3 separate regions of the Rattus norvegicus genome follow, and all the other regions are linked to region 1. A link is a contact called in public Hi-C data. All regions are on one chromosome and are shown on one strand. Each heading gives the region's core, a stretch centred on a gene start, on an enhancer-like site or on the middle of the called end of the contact. The rest is flanking DNA. Distances are from core to core; before and after follow the strand shown.

Region 1 (4,017 bases), core at 1,264-3,763:
GATAGGAATAGTTAATGGGTAGGAGTACTTAATGGATAATGACTGTGTTTGTTTGTTTGTTTGAGACAGAGTTTCTCTGTGTAACCTTGGCTGCCTCAGAATTTGCTCTGTAGACTAGGCTGGCCATGAACTTAAGAGATGGTCCTGCCTCTACCTCCCTACCTCCCATGTGCTGGAATAAACTTTTTTTATACATATGAGGGTATGTGTGGGGTTGAGCTCACCTGTGTGTGTACATGTAGAGGTTAGGGGGTCTTCCTCTATGGCTTTTCCATCTTTCTTTCTTTGAAACAGGTTCTCCCTGTGCAGCTCTGGCTGCCTCGTTGTGTAGACCAGGCTGGTCTTGAACTCAGAGACACCTGCCTCTGCCCCTGCTTCCTGAGTGGCGGGATTCAAGGAGTACAAAACCGTATCCAGCTCCGTCTTATGTTTTGAGATGGGACTCCAAGTGATGCTGGAGCACACGGATGGCTAGGCTGTCTGTCTGTCCAGCCCCAAGGAGCTCACCGCCCAGCACTGGGGTTGCAGGCATGCACTGTCACGCCTGGATTTTAATGGGTGCTGGAGATCTGAACTCAGTCCCCACGCTTGCACACCCACCATCTCTCCAATCCTGTAATTTAAGTTTTCTGGGAAAAAAAATCTTAGCAACAGTTGCTTCTCAAATATAAGCTGAAATTTCAAGAATCATTATATTGGCTTGAAGCAAATCCCTAACAATATCACACCAGGGTTGTCAAAACAATGTTTTTTGTTTGTTTGCTTTTGTATTTTGATTTTTGTATGGTCTGTTTGTTTTCTCTGAGACAGGATTTCTTTGTGTAGCCCTAGCTGTCCTGGAACTCACTCTGTAGACCAGGCTGGCTTGGAACTCACAGAGATCCACCTACCTTTGCCTCCCCAAGTGCTGGGATTTAAGGCATGGACCACCACTGCCTGGTATTAAGTAAAGTTTAAAAAAAAACAAGATAACGAGCATTTGAAGTAATTAATACCCAGGTTATAAACACCACTAGCAAAGCAGCAAACAGGAACTTCTAAAAGAAAGCGGTTGGGTAAGGAGGCTTACAAAGAGAGAGACAATGGCTGATGCAATATAACAAAAGGAATTCTGTCTTTTCACTTCATCCAGTCTGTTCTCTGCTTAGAGATAGCAACATAGAAACCATTCCCAGGAGTTTAGATTCCGCTGGTTGGGCCACAGAAGCATATGTAAGGACTATTGTTCACAGCTAGACTTGTGTTTGGATGTTCCATGGCCTGGAGAGCTCATGTTAACTGCATACACATGGTTCTCTTTGCTTCGCTGGTTTGGCCATCTGTCCTGCAGTCTCCCCCATTCCCCAGTACCCGACCCCCCAGTCGCCCCTCTGTTCGAGAGATACCCACAGGCCTTTTGTTTACCAGAGTCTCACAGAACTGCCCTTCAGTCGGGACTTAAAAGTTAGCCAATGCTGCTCCACTTTGTTGGGGAAGCTTTCGGTTGCGGGTGCCGTATCAGTGACCGCAGGTCTGTATTGAATGTCAGTCTGGAATAATCGTTCTCCTCCGAGCTGAAGGTAAACAAGGAGATGGACCTGTCACCTTTCACCCCGCACAACCAAGTGCCCCTTTGGATTTATCTGGTAAAGCTGAGAAATCTGAGACCATTCCCAGTGTCTCCCACACTAGCTCCATAAAAAAGAAAACAGAAAAGGGCAAATCCGGGGAACTTCAGAACTTTGTTTTTGTTTCACCCCTCAGAGGGGACAGTGACTTCCAGATCTCCATGAGGATGACAAAAGCGAAGGCCAAGGCCGGGATACCCTGTAAACTCATCTTTTCTTACCAACTTTTCCGGCTGTGTTAGAAACCCAAAGAGACGAAAACCATGTGAATTCTATTCTTTAGAATCAAATAATTCTTTAAAATGTATTTTAGAAGCACTATTCGGCCTTTTGTGCATTTAGAAAACAAAGAGAGAAAGATGAAAGGAGCCGCCATGTTTTGAAATCTTCCTGGTGCCTAATGAGGTAGCTCAGAGGGCAAAGATGCTTGTGCCAAGTCTGATGCCCTGAGTTCGATCCCTAGGCCCTACACAGTAGAAGGAGTAGATCGACTTCAAAAGTTTTTCTCTGACTTCCAAAACTCCTGTGGCATGCACACCTTCCTCACCAATAAAAGTGTGTGCGCCTTAGTGTTCGTAAGTGGAGCAGCAGTACGGGTTGATTCAATGTGCTAAGCCCTGTGGACTGGCGTGTAATCTCTGAGATGGGCATTTAGGAGGGCCTGCAATTATCTGTTCTAGTGCTGTGTGGATCCGCATAGCCTTTTTTGGGGACATGGAACTGGATCCTGGAGGGAAGTCAGGAGCAAGCCTAGGAGGCCTAGGCTTTCAGGGCTAGGACTATAAATACGCACAGGCCCCGGGGAATCGTGAGACAGGCGGGTGTGCGCATTGCACTTCCTGGGAACGGCCAGGGTGGCAGGCGGGGCCAGGCACCAGCCCACTTGACAACTGCGCGGGGCCCAGCGCGCCGCTCTGGGCGCGCGTCCACGCCGCGTCACGTGAGCGCGGTGGCCAAGCACAGCCACCTCCGCCCTGCTTGCCGCACGGGAGGGACTCGTGATGCCCGCTTCCGCGACAGATGCTTACGGTTTTGGAAAGCCAGGTCATTTGCGGAAGACAGGTTCACCTTCTAGAGGTCAGGGCATGGGGGCGGAGCTCAGGGATCCCCAGCAGCGCAGTGGATGGATAAATGAAGTAAGAGAAAAATAAAGTGTCAGGAACTGTGAGTGGAGCAAAGGAACAATAAATACAGCGCTGGGAGTCCGGGGGGGGGGGAGTAGCTCAATAATGGAGCACTTACCTAAGCATGTTGTGCCGGGGGACAGTGCCCTGCATTCAGAAGGACAGGGGGAAAGGTCTAGAAGGGAAATAACTCCGGATGCGTCCCAAAGTTCACAGCCCTCTCTGCTCGGCAGTTGCTGCTCCTTACCCCTCCTCCATGGCTTAGCACAGTGAGAGTGAAGGCCTGGGTTTACTTAACCGGATTATGGGCCATTTTCACCGTTCAGAAGTGTCTGGGTTGACACATGCCCATTGATGTCTAGTGACCTTTTTATTTAATCATTTGAGGGAGATGTACAAACTATTTTGAAGCCGTTATTTACATATGGAGGCTTAGATCCTGATTTATCTAAAGTTCTTATTATATTTACTTATTGGGGTCTGGAAGTCAGAGGACAACGTGCAGAAGTCTGTTCCCGCCCCGCCCCCCCATCACTCCAGTCTCAGGAGTTGAACTCTTACTTGACTGTCATGTACCTTCCCTGGCTAAAACCTCTCACTGGGGATTCTGACTTAACAGTTCAGCCACTTCAGAGGCCGCAGACTTCCTAGAGCATTAAAGACAGAGCCTATTCTATCTTTCCTCCCGTGATCCTAAGGTGGGTTCAGGTGTTGTCCACCTCGTATAGTCCTTTATAAGGTTGTCCGTTGGCCTCTTAACTGTGAATGTAGCCGTCGTTGACAATCTTTGCTAGAGGTTTTGTTTCATTAGCAGTTAAATAGCAGAACCACTTTTATCATCTCCTCTAAGGAGCAGGATCTTTCCTGGTGAGTTATGGCGTTACCCCGAGTTACAGTGCACCCCGGACTCACTGAATTGGAATGAAAAGTTGTATCCACACATCCTCCGGGGGTGACCAAGGGAGTTATTTCTGAATGCTTATGAAGATTGCCGTAACCGATGGGCCTCAGAATGCTGCAGTTCTTATTTCATTCATTCATTTGATGTTCAGGATGCCCTGCAGTACAGGCTGGCTCTGTGTGTCAACTTGACACAAGCTAGAGTCAGCAGAGAGAAAGCAGCCCCAGCTGAGGAAACGCCTCCACGAGATCCAGCTGTAAGGCATTTTCTCAATTAGTGATTAATAGGCGAGGCCCCACCCGTTGTGGATGGTGCCATCCTGAGATAGTAGTCCTGGGTTCTATAAGAGAGCAAGCAGAGCAAGCCAGGGGAAGCAACCCAGTAA
Region 2 (4,371 bases), core at 459-2,958, 33 kb after region 1:
CCTCACACTGACCTTGAACTCAGTCTTTATTTATTTCATGCATGTGAGTACACTGTCGCTGTCTGCAGACACTCCAGAAGAGGACTTCAGATCCCATCACAGATGGTTGTGAGCCACCCTGTGGTTGTTGGGAATTGAACTCAGGACCTCTGGAAGAGGAGTCAGTGCTCTTAACCGCTGAGCCATCTCTCCAGCCCTGACCTTAAACTCCTGATCCTCCTGCCTCCATCTCCTGACTATGAGTGTGATCTTTCACACACACACACACACACACACACACACACACACACACACACACACACACAACACACACACCTCTCACACACAATTCCGGTCAGAATGTCCCAGTGTATAGCACAACTTTACGGCTGGAAATGTATGTGGTAGAAACAAGTAAATAAAATACGATAAAAGCAGTATAAACCATTTTGAAAACTCTGACTATGGGCCCGCTGAGGAAGAGGTAGAGAAAGACTTTAGGGGCAGGCGAACTTCAGGATCATCTGCAAATCAGGAAGGGACAGTTCTCTTCCCACACTTGCTGCAAAGTCCTTCCTCTTCAGTGAGAGTAAAGGGAGAACACAGGCTGTAAATATTAATTTGGTGCTGATAACTCCGCCATATTTTGGGGTGATAAATTTACTATGCACATCTGAGTTCATCTTGGAAGTATTTCTTTTTTTTTTCTTTTTTTTTTTTTGGTTCTTTTTTTTCCGGAGCTGGGGACCGAACCCAGGGCCTTGCGCTTCCTAGGTAAGCGCTCTACCACTGAGCTAAATCCCCAGCCCCGGAAGTATTTCTTAATATGCACCATTTTCTGATTATTCAACTTTGTAGTTAGACACCTCATCAAATCGTTATTTTCTATAGAAAAAAAATGTTTTAATGAAGAATACAGTTGGCCTGCTCTGAGGGCTCATTCTGAGATTATAGAAACTCAATGACTAAGCACTAGTAATAAAAAAATTATTTTTATATGTAAAGTGAATAAAGAAATTAATAAAAAACAAGACAAAACAAAAATTAAATACTTACCTTGCATTTTAAAGGTCTCAACATTTAGTTACTTTTATAAAAAAATTAAACAAGTATACATATACAATGAAATATCATTAAAGATTAAAGCTAGATATTCATTTGAGTCACATTGCTAGGTATTTTAAAACTGTTTTTTTTTTTTAAAAGAATATATCCTAGTATTCTGAGCTTATCCATAAAATAACAAAACATGCTGTAGCCAAGTTTCTCAGGACTCAGAATTCTCACTGGAAGGTCATGCCAAATTGTACCATCAACACATCAATGTGTGCGACACCCGAGAGCGGACCGGCAATCTATTTGTTGCTATGAGAACACTATTTTGTATTAGAAATTGCAGCCTTGGCGACGCAGTGTTTGCGCCTATTTTGCACATGTTTTTCTACAAGTTCCCCCCCCCCCCCCCCCGCGATCCCGGGGAGAGGCTTGGCTTCCTCCAGCGCCCGGCCCACGTCCGTTTTCGCTCCAGTTCCCTGAGTCGCAGACTGGCTCTGCTTAGGAGAGGGTGACGCGGGAGAGCACAAGGCCTGGTGGGGTAGGGGTGGGCGGAGGCTTTTCGGGGAAGGACCGCGGAACGTGCAGGGGCCGCCAGGTCTGCACCGGGTTCTGAGGCGCACCTGACACGGCGAAAAAAAAGCTAAATAAAATAAGTAATTAAATAAGTGAATAAATAAACAAACAAGGCACCCTACGTCCTTGACAGTCGCAACCAGGCCAAGGCCGGCTCGGGGCCTTATTAATAAATGACTCCCCTAGGCCCAAAGAACGCCGGCCTCAGTTCTTGGGGGGTTGGGAGACGGCCACCGCGCGTCGAGGGGCTTCCTCCGCCTCGTCCCCCTCGCGCGGCCCGCAGGGTTTGTGATGGGATCTCCCAGGCGACGGGCTCCGCACCAAGATGGCGGAGGAAAAGGACCCGGAGAGTACAGGTAGGGTCCTGACTAGGGAGCCTGAGAAGCGCAGCCAGGTCTCCATCTTGAGCCCCTTGGCGGGCGGACGGTGGGTTGAGGAGCGGCGCCAGCCAGCGCCCCCGCTGTCGGCCCAGCCCCGCTCCTCCGCCCTCGGCCGCCCCGCCCTCCCTTCCCCTTGAGAGGTCTGCGCGGGTCTTGGCTGTGGCCCCCGCCCGGGAGGCTAATAATGGCGTCCTTGTCCCTGGTCCCTCCACGCCCCGTAAGGGCGCGGGCCGCGGTCTAGGCTGTGGGTACCCGGAGGGCGGCCTCATGGAGGACAGAAGTTGGCGCTAGAACCTGGCGGGATCCTTTGCGGCCGTGCAGAAACCCCGCCCAGCCCGGCCCCAGGCGCTGGCCGCCTCCATCTTGCCTCCTCCTCCGCCAGGCGGAGCGCGGCCTCTTGGTCAGATTGGGCCGTGGCTGCCTAGGTCGCGCTGGAGCGGTGCTTAAGAAACAAGTACCCACGAAATCACTTTAAAGGCAGAAAGAAAACCCAGCCGGGACCTCTCGGGTCGCTCAGACCTGCCGGGGACCCGCGAGGCCTCAGGGGACCCGAAAAACTAATGATCCACGTTGAACTCCGAAGACCTTTTGAGTTGTTGCTGACCCAGTAGAATGACTTAAAAATCGGATCCGTGGTTAGCCTCTAGTGACTCAACAGCCATTACGTGATAATTGACAAAATCACGGCTAAGTAAATAAATCAACCAAGCCCCAAAATAGAAAAGGGCAAACATTGCAAAAAGTGAAAGGAACAGTCCATCTTTGTTGCAGTTTTTGATCACCACACACCCTACCGGCCCTCCCCCCTTCTCCCTGTTTGGAACAAAGTAGTTAGGTTAACAGCTAATATTTACATGAGATGTTTAGTCCATCGTCATGGTGAATACAGAAAACCAGCAGGGAAAACATGAGACCCTGCTAGAGATCTGCTTATTGATAACCAGGAAACCTGCGATTTATAGATGGTAAAATTAATCTCAGAAGTCGGATTGTAGTTTCAAGTTTCAACTCCACTAAGGTATAACAATTTTGTGGTGCTGCTTTAGAAGTGGAAGGTTTCTTTTACTTTGTTGTTTTTTGCAAAGAATATGAAGTTAGAGGGCAGGGAGTATCCGGGAGGCGTTGGGGGAGGGGAAAGAAAATGATCAAAATATGTTGTATGAAAAATGTTTTAGATAAAAAAAAACTTCCCCATAAGGTATTTTTATTTAATTAAACTTTTATATACCCACCCCAAAGAAAGAAAAGGGGGAAAACATTAGGAGATAATTAGTTTTTTTAATTAATTTATTTTATGTGCATTGGTGCATTATTGCCTTCGTGTGTCTGTGTGAGGGTGTCAGATCCCCTGGAACTGGAGTTGCAGACAGTTGTGAACTGCCATGTGGGTTCTGGGAATTGATCCAGAGTCCTCTGGAAGAGTAGGTAGTGCTCTTATTAACCTCTGAGCTATCAGTTTTTTGTTTTTTGTTTTTTTTTTGTTTTTTTTTTTTGTTTGTTTTTTTTTGTTTGGTTTTTTAAACAAAATCTCAATCATTTGATTTTACCAATGAAAACCCAGGAGCCAGATGCTGTGGTGAAAGCTTGCTAGCTCAGAGAAGCAGAGAAAGCACCCAGCTTACCTTCCTCCTCAGCTAATGTCCTAGGCATTGTTTTTTTTCTTAATAATCCTGTGTTCACTCCCTGTCAATTGGTTGCTTGCTCTACCTCTTGACTTATGGTTGACTTTATTTAATCCTGTTAACAATATCCAAGCAGAAAGCTCTTAGATAAAGGTGTATGCTAAAGCTGATCCACACAACTAGAGACAGATTTTCCAGTAAATAACACAATAGGGATTCACAGTGTGAGCAAATATCCATCTCTTCAGCCCTCTATTTGCTTTTGTTTTTGTTTTTGTTTTTGTTTTTTGTTTTAGACTTATTTAGGGTAGCATTGGAGTATACTGTAGGTTTTTACAATTTAAAATTACATGCAGAGAGAGAGAGAGAGAGAGAGAGAGAGAGAGAGAGAGAGAGGCAGGCAGAGACAGACAGACAGCCAGACAGACAGCAGACAGGGTCTCACCTTGTAGCTCTGATTGTCTGGAACTCCTGGAGATCCACCTGACTCTGCATCTGAGTGAGTGCTAAAAATGTGTGTCACCATGCACAGTCTGTTTTTTTTTTTTTTTTTTACAATTTTTAAACTTAAAAGAGAGACTGAGACAGACAGAATTTCTGTTTCTTTAGTTTCCAAAACATATTTTCATGTTTAATGTAAGTTTAGGGGAAGAAACAATTCAGTCTGCAACTAACTGTGGAAGTAATGGCTGTTGAGAGCTGGCCTTCATATATTAAATTTCTTATATATTTAATGCTTGCTTCACGGAAAGTAGTCTGGT
Region 3 (4,625 bases), core at 698-3,197, 51 kb before region 1:
CAGAGTCTCACTTTGTAGCTGGCCTTGAAGTCACAAGAAACCTACTCTTTCAACCTGAATGCTGGGCTTTTAGGTGAGAGCCAACACGTCCACATCCAGTATTATTTTAAACGACTGCAAAATGAATGTGCATAATAATTTTAATTAAGAAAAAGGAAAAGTTTGGAAAACCACAACGGTTAACTCCTTTGTTAACTCTAGTTCCTAGGAGGGGAAAGCCACACACCCACTCACCCAATGCTGAGTTAAAAGTTCTACAAGGCTGATTCTTCTGTGATAGCAGAGGCCTGGAATGCTGAAGCCTGAGGCTAAAATTATCTTGGGCTCTCCAGAGCCTTCCAGATAACCTCTCATTGCCCACTTCTGCTTAGCATCTTTCCTTGTGACTGTCCTTCCAGAATGTACAAACAGAACACTAGTTTCCGCCAATCCCAAAGACTAAGAATGTTATCAGATGAAATCTAAGGCCTATAGCCAGAGACATTCTATAAATTGAAGTGTCTTATCTCTTTTTCACCACATAAAATTCATAAAACTCTAACAGTTTTATGTTGGGGGCAGGCTGAAATCTGTTCATAGGTCATGGTCACTCACATTTTAGTGCAGAATAAACTCTATTCCTTTTAAGGTGAAATTGGTTTTTTTCATCCACAACTTCAGGGAGAAGGGGCAACAGTGAGCTTGTTACTTTTCACTATTAACTGTTAAAAGAAAAAAACTGAATATTCAATTTTTGTTAAATTAAGAAACTTCAGCGAATCCATGAGGACATTTTTCAAACAAGTGAATTGTCCTCCAACTCAGTATACCCTAGCAACGTCTCAGTCACAAATAAAATGGCAACGTTATTTTCTCGGTACTTTTCCCGTTACGTCCTTTATACGGCAATTAAGGATGCAAAAAAATTCCTCTCCTTTATGGAATATTACTGCCTTAAATATTACCTTCCAGTAAGAATGCAAAGCCTGGCTGGCCAAGAATTTCAGCAGAGCATTCCAAACTGTCAAGATTCCCTTTCTAGTCCTATTCTAACTGTTCAGTTTCCTTAAAAAAACAAAAAACAAAAAAACCCTATTACACATAAGGAGAAATATAGATCACCTTTACCCCGTGGGATTGGCGGAAAGCAGTTAATGAACATGAAGTATGACACAGTAAACAGTCGGCATGGTAGTTAAGATGAGACCCTCCCGGCTAACACTATCGGGCAAGGAGTGTGCAGCACGCTACATTAAAACCAGCATGACTCTGCACAATGACAGGCCTGGACATTTTCCGGGGAAGGGCCGTTTGGAACCGAAGAGACCAAATCGGGAAATACAGAGGTAAACAAAGAAAGGCAAAAGGCCGGACCCAGGACATTAACCCGAAAACGGAGTCGCCACCGCCTGCTGAACTGGCTGAAACTTGGGCCCAAGCGACACACACGTTCTGGGCTCCTTCCCGCTCTGTCACCGTCGCGTCACCCCACGGCCTCCCTCCCGAAGGAAGGCACTTGCCGCCTGACGCATGCCCCTTAGATAGCGGCCGCCTCCATTTTGTCCTGGGTCTCCTCCGCGCGAGCGGCGAGCTATTTTTAACGTTCTAAATCTGAGGGCCGGAGGGGGAGGGGCGTGGGCTTGCCCGCCGGGCGCTTGGAGATCGCCGCGAGGGACTGAGGCTGGGGATGCAGGTTGTCAAGGTCACCAAAGCCAGGACAAAGGACACGTAGGGGACAAGGCCCGCGGAAACAGCGCCAGGCGACTTCCGGCAATGCGGGGACCGTCAAGCCCGGACTCCCGCCCTCTCGGAGGACAAAGCAGCGCCGGACGCGCGGTCCCGGCTCCGCCCTCGGCGCGCGCCCCGCGCCCAGCACGGGAACGCGCACAACGGTTGGAAATGGCGGTTAAGGTGGAGGAGGGGCTGAAGGGAAGCGAAGTTTCTCGATGCTCCTTGTCTCGGGCCGCCCCGCCTGCGAGACAGGAACCGGTGGAGCTTCTCTAGGTTGTCTCCTCTTGTGTTCCATTCCTGATGGTCTGTTGCGGGGTTGGAAAAACAGTGTGGTTGGTTCCAAGGAACAAAAGAGGGGGCCACGGCGGGCTTCGGGACGGCCCCAGGATCGCTCCCTAAGATGGCCGCCGCCGTGAGGGAGGGTGGGCGGAGCCCGTACTGCTTCCGTCGCGGGCCTGGGCGGGGCGGTAGCGACTACTTGCACCCATGGCTGCCGCCTCGGAGCCCCACGAGCCGGAGAAAAAGGTAATGTTCGCCGTGGGGCACGCGGGGGAAAGATGCGCAGTAGGGCGACTCGGTTTCCTAGACCTATCCGCATGGCCGCGAGGTCTAGTCCTCATATCCCAGATGTCTAAATTGCCAGTTAAAGTAGCGAAGAGCAGGCAGGCCCGCAGGATCAGAAAAGGGCGACTGATCCAAACCTAGCATACACTGTACTTGTTAGAAAGGACTAATAGAAGGGCCATGAGAAATCGAGAGCTGGGCGTGGTGGCGCATGCCAGCAATCTCCACACTAGAAGGCTGAGGCAGGGGTTAATAGTTCTGGGCCAGATAATGTCAATCCATTTCCTTACAAGAGCGCACATTCACAGGTATGGTAGATTTGTTCATTATGTACTGCAGTTCGGCCTCTTATCAAAAAAGATAAAAGCCTCCATTCTCCATGAAGCTGACATCCTACTTGGGTAATGGAATAGTCTAATTTCATTCACTTAAGGTAGCCGGGATAAAACTAATTTGGCCATGAACTATGCCTAATAGAATGGCTACAGGAAGGTGTCACGGTAAAGTGTCCACAATATATCATCAGATCAAATGAAAACTTGGTAGCACTACAAGGAAAGTCAAATATAGTGGTTTGCTTCGTATCTCATCTAGACTTGGTGAAACAACTGCACGTGGATTTGACAATCCTCTTTATTGAGGTTCCTTTATATTTGACAAAGATAAAACACTGGAGTTCTGCTCTTTAACTGAAAAATAAGGCTGTTAAGATTTGGGGTGGAGCACACCTTTAAACCAGCACCAGAGTTCCAGGATAGCCAGGGCTACAAAGAAAACCTCAGAAAAAACAGACTTTGGAAGCAAAAGAAACGATTTGAAAATACTTTTAATTTACAAAATGAGTAAATAAGCATATGAATACAATTTAAATCTCACCAATGGGGAGTCGAATAAATGGTATTCAGTTGGAATAGCAAGCCACAAGGCAAAACTAAATCCATTAAAGGAGGGACACTGCTACTGGAACATTGCTGCCAAATCCCCAGGCCAGTGGATTAGCAAGCCAAGAGACATTTACTGTAAACTATACCAAACAATTGCTGAGATTCCCAGTGAGATGGAATCTAAGCATAATGACCTAAATAGTGGCCATGAGCATGTAGGCACTAAATTAACCTTTAAGTAAAAGGAGGGGCATCTAGGTAATATCAGTAGTCTTTCCATAAAAGGGAACAGAAAAGTGGTAGTTTGCAAAAACAATGTAGAAGCTGGATCAGAGGGTAAAGGTGCTTACCACTTTCCTTCTTGAAACCCTTGTGACAGACCTGCCCAAGCCAGGGACCTACACAGATAACTTACAGAACTTAATCCTTTCAAATGAAATAGCAGTCCTTTAGGAGGGAAGACTGGTTAAATACAGAACAGGCTCTGGGAACATTGATGGGGAACTTGCCACTGGAGGCTCGAAAGGTTTAATGCCAGCCAGGTCTCCTTTTGCAATAGGATCACAAAGTTCCATCCTTGTTTTGTACTCTTAAACATTTGTGTCCTGGTGTTCTCTGGAACTGCAGTCAGAGCCACCATGCATGATTGGATATAACCCAGGCACTCAGATAGCCAGCACAGACTGCTTTGGAAACATCCAAGGAGAAAGGTGTAATCATTTGCCATTCACAAGGAAAGATTTATAGCTGTCTGAACTAGGCAAGAATATAGGTGGTACAGACTGCTTTCATTAACATCAGAAATCCCTTTGGCATCCCGTCTTGTGGCAGAATGTGTCCATAGTTCATCATGGACTAGATGCTAATAGGCCATAGCAAGTCATTTCCAGAGAGGGTCCCCATGCCTCCAGGGAGTTCCCCAGTAGACCTGTAGCTTATTTATGTGAAAAACCAACAGCACACAATGTGTCCTGTTGTATTGAGCCATCCAAAAGCAGGGTGTGTGATATAAACAAGAAAAACAAGTCATCTGGGAAAGAATTGTACTTTAATGAAAACCAAGTTACATGTTATCTTCAAGCAGATTCTTGAGCTAAGGGAAGTGCAGTTCTACCCTATCTTTAACAGGATCTGAAGTCTTTTACTCCATTCCCCACCAGTATAGGTTCCATTTCTTATGCAATAATCCTCTAGCTGTACTGAGTGGCACTGTAGAAAACATTTGTTTTCCAGGGCTGGGATCCAATAGAGGATGGCTTCTTTTCACACATGTTGTTACACAGTTGTGTGTAGTCTTGCTTCTCAGACTTTCAGAGCTCAGTCAGTCTGACCTCCAATTCACAGCAATCTTCTTGCTGTGGTTTCCTGATTGCTGGGATTACATTACACTCAAAACCACCAGATGTCTAAGACTCACATGAACAGAATGAAATAAAGTCTGTTTTGACCCCCATCTATGACTGGCTG

The links. Hi-C and Micro-C count contacts between places; a contact is called where the count stands out from the background.
Region 2: a Hi-C map of prefrontal cortex shows a contact between it and region 1, with 2.1 times the contacts expected there. The contact joins the promoter of Efcab2 here to the enhancer-like site in region 1. A contact is called at or near these places in 4 of 12 Hi-C or Micro-C datasets (kidney, liver, mammary epithelial cells and 1 more).
Region 3: a Hi-C map of liver shows a contact between it and region 1, with 4 times the contacts expected there. The contact joins the promoter of Cox20 here to the enhancer-like site in region 1. A contact is called at or near these places in 6 of 12 Hi-C or Micro-C datasets (frontal cortex, kidney, liver and 2 more).

What each region holds. Positions count from the first base shown.
Region 1 is chr13:92,648,493-92,652,509 of GRCr8, forward strand. No RefSeq gene overlaps it. Among named protein-coding and RNA genes, the nearest start is that of Hnrnpu, 32 kb to the left of the region's middle. Within about 2 kb of position 2,514, at least 87 of the 93 cell types and tissues checked have an H3K27ac peak or open chromatin away from gene starts, as enhancers often do. A contact at or near this core is called in kidney, liver and prefrontal cortex, where this site is marked.
Region 2 is chr13:92,682,504-92,686,874 of GRCr8, forward strand. Efcab2 (EF-hand calcium binding domain 2) reads left to right here and starts at 1,709. Exons shown (of 6, transcript NM_001105977.1): 1 at 1,709-1,964. The coding sequence starts at 1,934.
Region 3 is chr13:92,598,012-92,602,636 of GRCr8, forward strand. Cox20 (cytochrome c oxidase assembly factor COX20) reads left to right here and starts at 1,948. Exons shown (of 4, transcript NM_001105976.1): 1 at 1,948-2,235. The coding sequence starts at 2,197.